2 separate regions of the Drosophila melanogaster genome follow, and region 1 is linked to region 2. The links are chromatin contacts, called in public Hi-C maps. All regions are on one chromosome and are shown on one strand. The core of a region is the stretch at or near the end of the contact, and the rest is flanking DNA. Distances in the headings are between cores, read along the strand shown. Region 1 overlaps Mob2 (Mob2,). Region 2 overlaps simj (simjang).

Region 1 (3,777 bases), core at 250-2,749, 870 kb before region 2:
CACCTATTTCTTTTACTTTTCCAAGCTAGCTCAATGGCAGATAGTTTTCTATATACCTACCATATCTGTATGGATGGATGTATATATGTACATTTACCATCCGTATTTAAGTCGTCATCTCGCTTGTCTCGTGCCAACTGAATCACTGAATTCGCTCATCGGGCACGTTGCCTCATGTCAGATAAGCTCTTTCTTGTTTGTCATGTGCCGGGAAATTCTGTGGCATATTCATAAATCTGAAATCCATGTGTCATACTCGTTCGTAGATGTGTACACTTGCGATACTGTAATCGCCAACTTGAGCAGGGCTTACTATGCTTAGCTGACGACCAGCAGGGCTTAATCTGTTAAATGTGGGGAAAAAGTACTGCAATTTTGGGACAAATTATTATATATATTTGCTTGTTTTTGACAAATTTATATTGCTTTGGATTTGTAAACAAAATATTTAAAAGGAATCGTAATACGAATGTATGATAATCATAATAAAAATATTTAAGCGGAATAAAAAGTAAGCAACTTATCTCAAAGTTCAATGCTAAAAGTATAAATCTTTCGCACTTCAATTTACATCCATCAAACTAAATTCGTCCTTGCTGCTTGATTTTTGAATGGCCATCCTTTTGGGATAATGTACTGCCATCATCGTATCGTATCGATTTGCATTTAGCAAATAGTTTCAAATGTTCCGCCATTCAATCAAGTTGCAATCTATTTGGCCTTTCTGGCTAGATGATGGCCCTTCTCTTTTGAACACGGCTAGGGTGGACCCAATCCATTAAATGTGGGTATTTGGGTGAAGGTTATCGCTTGCCCGACTCCTGTTTTTTCTTTTTTACTGCCTCTCTGCCAGTCAGTTTACTTTTTTTTCGCCTTCGTCTTTGAGGCATCAGGTTTTCCAGTTTCTTAAAGACCCAGCCCATTTCTTGGCCCGGGCTTCTTCTTTAATGATGTGTTTTAATTTTACTTTGTCGTTTCGCTTCATTTTTTTTTTTTTTTTTGCCAGCGATTGCGTAAGCTACGAATGACGCCGCCTCTTACTTTCTTTTTCTTTTGGCCTGTGCCAGAGTTAAAAACTTAAAGTATGACTTAAAAAAAAACGCATAAATAAGAGACAATTTGAATTGAATGCATAAAAAGGAACTCAGAAACGTAAGGGGCAACGCGGGTTTTGTTTGTTTTATTTCTCCATTTATTTGTACAATTAAATCTTTAAACTTGCTGTTCCCTCGAGTGTTTGGAAGCATTTGCATTAATTAAAGTGCAGGAAAGAGAAAAAGTCAAACAAATAAGCTGCTAAAGTTCAAGTCAACACAAAAAGGAAGAAACTTATAATTTATTTCTTTAGTAAATCTAATTAACATATAAGCGGATTTTAGCTTAGCAACTCACACAAATACACACAAACACGCGCGCCAACTCAAATCACTCACCATTGCGAATTTGTTTGCATTTGTTTTTGTTTTTTTGTGTGAACTACGCAACGAGTCGAAAAACTCACGCGATCGCGTTTTCTAACGCCAAATATATATGCACACAAATATATATATTGAAATATATGTATATGGGGGATTTATGCCCGGGTAGCGCGCACATTTATATGTATTAAAACTAAATAATAAATACAAAAGCTAATGGCACATGGGGTATGGCATTGCCATCCATCGCACTGTGGAAGATTACCGAAACCAGAATTTATTACAAAATTACAAAATTGGTTTGGCCTACTCGAATCCAGTGGGATTAGGTGGATTAAGACTTTCGTCAAATCGATTTCGTATATTTAGAATGACATCTCGCAGGCTTATTTACGTGCAACAATTATTTTGGCCACAGATATAAATAAATATGATCGAAACAGGTTCAATGTAGCTGGTGTCCACTGTGCAGTTCTTGTGGAAAAATTTAAAGCCGACGAATGACACATGCATATGTACATACTAGCCAAGCACGAGAAGTTAACAATCTTTTCTTTTTGCCATTTCGCCAAAGCAACGCAAAAGGGAATGGCCAAAGAAGTTGAAAGTTCGGGCCGAAACCTAATGCCATATTTGTTTTATTTTCATTTAGAAGAAAGTTTGTCTGAAACAAGAGTGAAAGATGGAAAAAAACGAACTGAATAAGATTAAAATGTGTGCAAAATCAGTTAACAGTCGCAGCAGCAGCAGCAGCAACAACAAATAAGTGAATTATAGTGACAAATGAATAAAAGCCAAAAGTGACAGTGAATAATGTTGAGAGCGCCCACTCAGCACATCGTGCAAATCGGCTTCGGAACGAAGACGACCACAACAACAACAACAACAGCAGCAGCAGCAGCAGCAACATCGACAGCAGCAGCAGCAACACCAGGCGGCAAGCAGCAGCAGCAGCGCAAAACGCTGTTGCAACGCTTCCGGCAGCAGCAACACAAGTTGCCAAAAGTCGCAGCAGCAGAGCAGACGACACATGACACAGAATATTACTTCAAGCAGCAGCAGCAGCAGCAAACTTCTTCCTATCAGCAAGGCGACAATTGTTTATTGTATCTTGCCACAACGTTGAACTCAAACTCTGAGCAGTTGCTGAAGAAGTCGAAGAAGAAAAAGGAGTCGAGCAGCTACAATTTCGCAGCAGCACTGAGGCGCAACAAGAAGCCAAAACAGCAGCAGCAGCAACTGGCAACTTCGACCGACGACGACGACAGTTGCCGCAGCATCAACAGCATCAACAGCAACTGCAGCAACAGCAGCACCAGTGGCAGCAGCCACAGTTTGTCTAATAGTTGCATTAACAATCATAACAACACTCATTATAGAAACAGTAAAAACACCAGACACTCCAGTAGCAACAACAACGACTACAGTGGTAATTACAATTGCAAAACAAGTGAACAACAAGCGTGGAAAGCCAGTGCAGCACAACAACTGCTCATTAGCGATCGGAATTATCCCAGCAGCAACACCAACAACACCAACAACAACACCAACAACATCACCAACAGCAGCAACAACAACCACAGTGGTGGCCATATCATCATGTCACCCACCTCACAGGCGCCCACCCGAACCTCCCTCTTCGATTCCTGTCATCGAAAGATCCGCCTGATCGGCGGCGGTCCAGTTGCCTTCTTGGGCGGATTGGTTGCGTAAGTTATTTCCCCTTCATTCCAACTGACATTTGAGTTGAATTTATAATATAAATCGTCTAACAATAGAACAAACCCATATGATTTGTGATTCGGCTGGGATTATCATAGCGCTGTGGAGGGTAACCCCCCCTTCACAATCCGGTCTTATAGCAGTCGTGCCAATCTTTCGCCCATTTAGGTAGCCAAGGTTTCCAGTTAATAATGCGTCAGTTGCGTCAATCAGATTGTTTGCCGTGTTATTAATTACCCCATTTGGGATAATTTCGTATAGCATGTTTCTTACTGCTTATTAGCATATCTCAAAAACTGGAAACAAAAATACAGATTTAAAGGCTATTCTTGTCATCCGCATGTCACTTAAAAATATCATGCAGGCTTTAATAGTAACAATTAAATTTACGACTCTATAAATTATAATCAATAATAAGACTGGTTACTTCATAGGTATTTCATCACTTTATAGCATGAACTACGTTAGGTTTCCCAGGCGATCTGTATATTACTTAATAGTTAGTTATTCCATCCCTAGAATGATTTATGGTCTAGTTTGTGAATGCCCACTAGTATTTCAATTTTTTATAATTACCACTAATGTATTACCATTACGCTAGTTAGCATTTACTCCATGGCAATCAACTTTCTAAGGT
Region 2 (4,115 bases), core at 1,059-3,558:
TATATAAGTTGGATTTTATATATGCACATGTTCATTCAAATTTATTTAGGGACTTGTTATCAGTACATTCAAATAGTATCTAAAAATAACCTACATATTCGTATGTTTGTGAAATGTTGGGCATTCTATAAAAAAAAACTCTTGATCATCCAACTTAATCAACATTTAATTCGAGTTGAAAGTATCTATAAAGTATCTACAGCACCATCTTGTGGTATCGCGTGTATCTTTATCTGATCTTGGCGAATAAAATAGTATTCAAGGTCGGTGAACTCCGCATAAAAAGAGAAATCGCTGTATGCAACCAAATAACGGTAACGAGCTAAGTGATGCTGCAACTACAGCCACTAGTCCAAGCACTAGTGGCTGCCACTAAAACTAGTATTAGTTGTGCTGCCTTCTATGTGCGGCACAATTCTTTTTTTTTTATGCGCTTGTTCTTATTTTTGCACTTAATGACGTGTAACGAGCTCGCGCGCGTGTTTTGCGCTCTCTCTCGCTCTCTTTATATATATATATATATATGGGTTGGTATGTATATACATATGTACACCATATAGATGGCCAGCATACACACAAACATATGTACTAGTGGCTGGGTTGTGCGTGCGAGGGAGATGGCGCTCTTTGAATATAAACAGGTAAAAAAAGGTAAGCCAAAAGAAATAACAACAAAAAGTAGCTTTGCCACTTTTTTTAGCCGCCTGCCTTTTGTTTTTTTCTCGTTTTTTTGTTTTATAATTTTTTTCTTGAGTGAAATGATCGTCAGCAAACAACCAAATTGGCCTGGCGGTTTTTCTTCTTCTTGTTTGTGTTGGCCAACAATAATTATCGCCGATACCTTTTAAATAATTAGTCAGCAAGAGCTGACCATGAAAAATCAGCACAAAGTGAGGAAATCAACGTAGGCTTTTGCAAACTGTTTACAGCAGCGCTTTATCTATCGTAAAGTAAACAATACATAGCGTACACCGCAAGTACGTGTATTGAAATTAATCACTAACAATTTTCAGTACTATTAGAACTGTGGTGCTAATTGATAATTACTACCATGTTTCATTACCATTGTATTTGTTTAACGGTTACAGCGGTTATTATAGCAGTGCATAAATCGCTAGCAATCAAATATGGTAAATAATACTATTACTTCGGAAATTTCGCAACTGTACTTCATTTTCCATACAACTTTAACTTTACGACCATGACAATCGTAAATAAGGCCATAAATTACAAATTATTCATAATCGAAGATGGCAACTCTGTTTTAGCTTTCAAAGATAAATAAGAAGCATTTTCAAAAAAACAACAATCGACAGAAAAGTCATTTAAACGGTCAATTGCCTCAAGCGGCCAAAAGCAAATGTCCGAACGAGAGGGCGATAGCAGAAAAACACAAAAACCAAACACACAAAACTAAATGAAATTGAGAGGCAATGCATAATGTGCGAAAAAGAGAGGGCGGACATTGTGCGAAAGGGAGAGACAGAGAGGGATAGAGAGGGGCGCAGCAGCTGACAGCTGCCCATTTAAATAGCAGCGAAAAAACTGCAGGTCGAGGACAATGAAAATATATTTTACCGCCAACAGGATGTATTTAATAACAGATATCCTAACATCTCTTAACCATCTCTTAACAAAAAGCACAAGCCAACGAATTATTTTCATATCTAAATAATAAACTATATGACTATGCTATTGATTTCAATATGAATGAAGAATATTTTTTGAATGAAAGAAATTCATTGTAATTGGAGTATCTGATATATTTCCCAACAAAGATTTATGGTTTTTTAAAAACAGACAAATACAAAAAAAAAAAACATCAAATGCGTGGAATATAGGCCATTGAAACATGTAATCCAGAGACAAGTGAATAGATACTTTCCCATAAGATATAAGAGATATTCGGGATAAGTATCTAAGCTATGCCAAAGCAACAACAACAATCACAACTTTTGAATTATGATGAATATTTAGCAGCTGAGTAGTTTGATGCCTTTCAAAACTCTTCAAATGTGCTTCAAAATCGGCCATTAAAAAATGTTAACCACATCGGGATGTGCATAAATTATAATTTACCGAAGCGCAGCAGCCCCAAGATGTCGAATCGGCGGAAGAAGAAGAGCGGACGGGAGGTTGACGTATAGGTGGAATCGGGTAGAGAAGGCGACAGACCGATACAAAAAGCGAGAGAGAGTGAGTGAGAGAGGAAGCGAGGGAGAGAGCGAGCAGCCTTATATACACGGGCATGGAATGTTTGCCTGTGTGCACACGCAACACACACACACACACACCCAAACAAACACACATAGATTCCGCCGTTTGGGTTCTACTTTCGTGTATATATATATATATACACCATATACCATGTACAGTGGACACCGCTATGTACAGCTGTGTGTGCAAGCATCGGGACAGCTAATCAGGCAATTAAAGAGCCACCAAATAGCCCAAGCAACAACAAATGGTCTCAAACAAAAAACCACAAGAAAGAGAACCAATTTGAAAACTGAGGTGGGAATCGACAATCAAATGTGCCAGCAGCACCGGAAAAAACTTTAGCATCACCCAGTAGTTATAATGTTCATTTCCATGTTGCAAGAACCGTCGATGGAAAGAAACTGCTTTGTTGTTTACATAATGGTTGCAAAATTATGAAAATCCCAACGATTCTCAACAAACAAGCTGGGTTGTCACACGCAGACAGTGGGTGGTATTTTCTACTGCCCCGCCCCTTTTTCGAGTTCAAACACCCACCCGTTGCCTTAACCTGCAAATGCCACGCACTTTCCACGTATTTCAACCACCGAAAACAGCGCAAAAAGCAGCAAGAATAACACATATTTGTTAGTTAAGCTGCACGACTAAATGATACCGGTTATTTGTTGTTCTTCAACGCTTCACATATAAAAAAAAATGTTAAATCACCACGCACATATTAACAAATACAAACAGCAAGTGATTATAATAACTAATCCTCGTGGGAATTTCACCAAAGCAATCCTTACAGCAACAAATTTATTCATTTCTACTTTTTGGTGGATATGTACATAGTTCTTTTATGAATGCATTTCCATTAATGCTAAGAACCAATTTAAATCATCTATTATAGCCTATTAAAACGGATTAGTGAAAAATATTAAATACTTTCGCAGGGATGAACTGATTCTAAATACATTCCCATATGATATTTCGTTTTAAATAAGGTTCATGAATTATGAAATAACATGGGAAAATTTGGATAAAAAGCATGGAATATTATAGAGATCTTAGACAAACTCGCACATTTTTAAATTATATTATATTAACTAATTAAATGGGTATTACCTGATAGGCTACTAGTTACAAGAAACTCTCCTTAAAAAAAAACATTGGAAAAGGCTTCCAAGTTGTTCTTAAGTTTTCATGATAATAATGCAACCCTCGAGTAAAAAAGTGCCATTAGGAAACAAGAAGAAAAACAGATTCGACAAGTTACTTCACTTAATGCGGTTCCCCCGCCAAGTTGGAGGGAAAAATGCGCCGCAAAAGGGGGTGGGGAAAAACCCCAAGTGGGCGGCTGCTGTTCTAGAAACTTTTCGCGAACCTTTAAAATGGGCTTTAAAAAACGAGGAAGGGAAAGAGCGTGGAAAGCCTTTACGTCTGGGCTCCCTTATTCGCCGGTTACGAAGTCCCCACTTCCCCTGAGGTTACGCCCACATAGCAACACAGCCCGATGGCGCCACCCACGTGCCACCCCCTAAAAAACCCTCCACCCCCTCCCCCCCTTTTTGACCTGTCTGTATGTTGGGTAACTTTTTTTTTTTTTATTTTGCCTGCTTCTTCTTTTGCCTTTTGCCCTAACACAAAAATGTGTATCTAGAAATATTTTATGCAGGCAACTCTTCAGCGAGGGGGTGTGGGGCATTTGGAGGGGGTGGCAGATAGGCGAAGTGGGTGGGGTTGGTGATGGTTCAACCCCCCTCAACCCCCGCCGCCCAACAATGGTCGCTGCTCTGGTTTCAGTTGTTGGTGTTATTGCCTTTGGTTTTGGGTTTTGGTTTTGGGCGTGTTTCTGGTGGCACAAAACTATGAACGAAAATCCGGGTTGGAGGTGGTTCGGTGGGGCGGGAATG

What was found. A called contact is a pair of places that touch in the nucleus more often than the background predicts.
Region 1: a contact with region 2 is called in a Hi-C map of the Kc167 cell line, with 3 times the contacts expected there.

The regions. Positions count from the first base shown.
Region 1 is chr3L:11,541,128-11,544,904 of dm6, reverse strand. The region is part of intron 1 of Mob2 (Mob2,); the gene reads left to right. Among named protein-coding and RNA genes, the nearest start is that of mir-4968, 9.7 kb to the left of the region's middle.
Region 2 is chr3L:10,672,429-10,676,543 of dm6, reverse strand. The region is part of intron 1 of simj (simjang); the gene reads right to left. Among named protein-coding and RNA genes, the nearest start is that of simj, 9.7 kb to the right of the region's middle.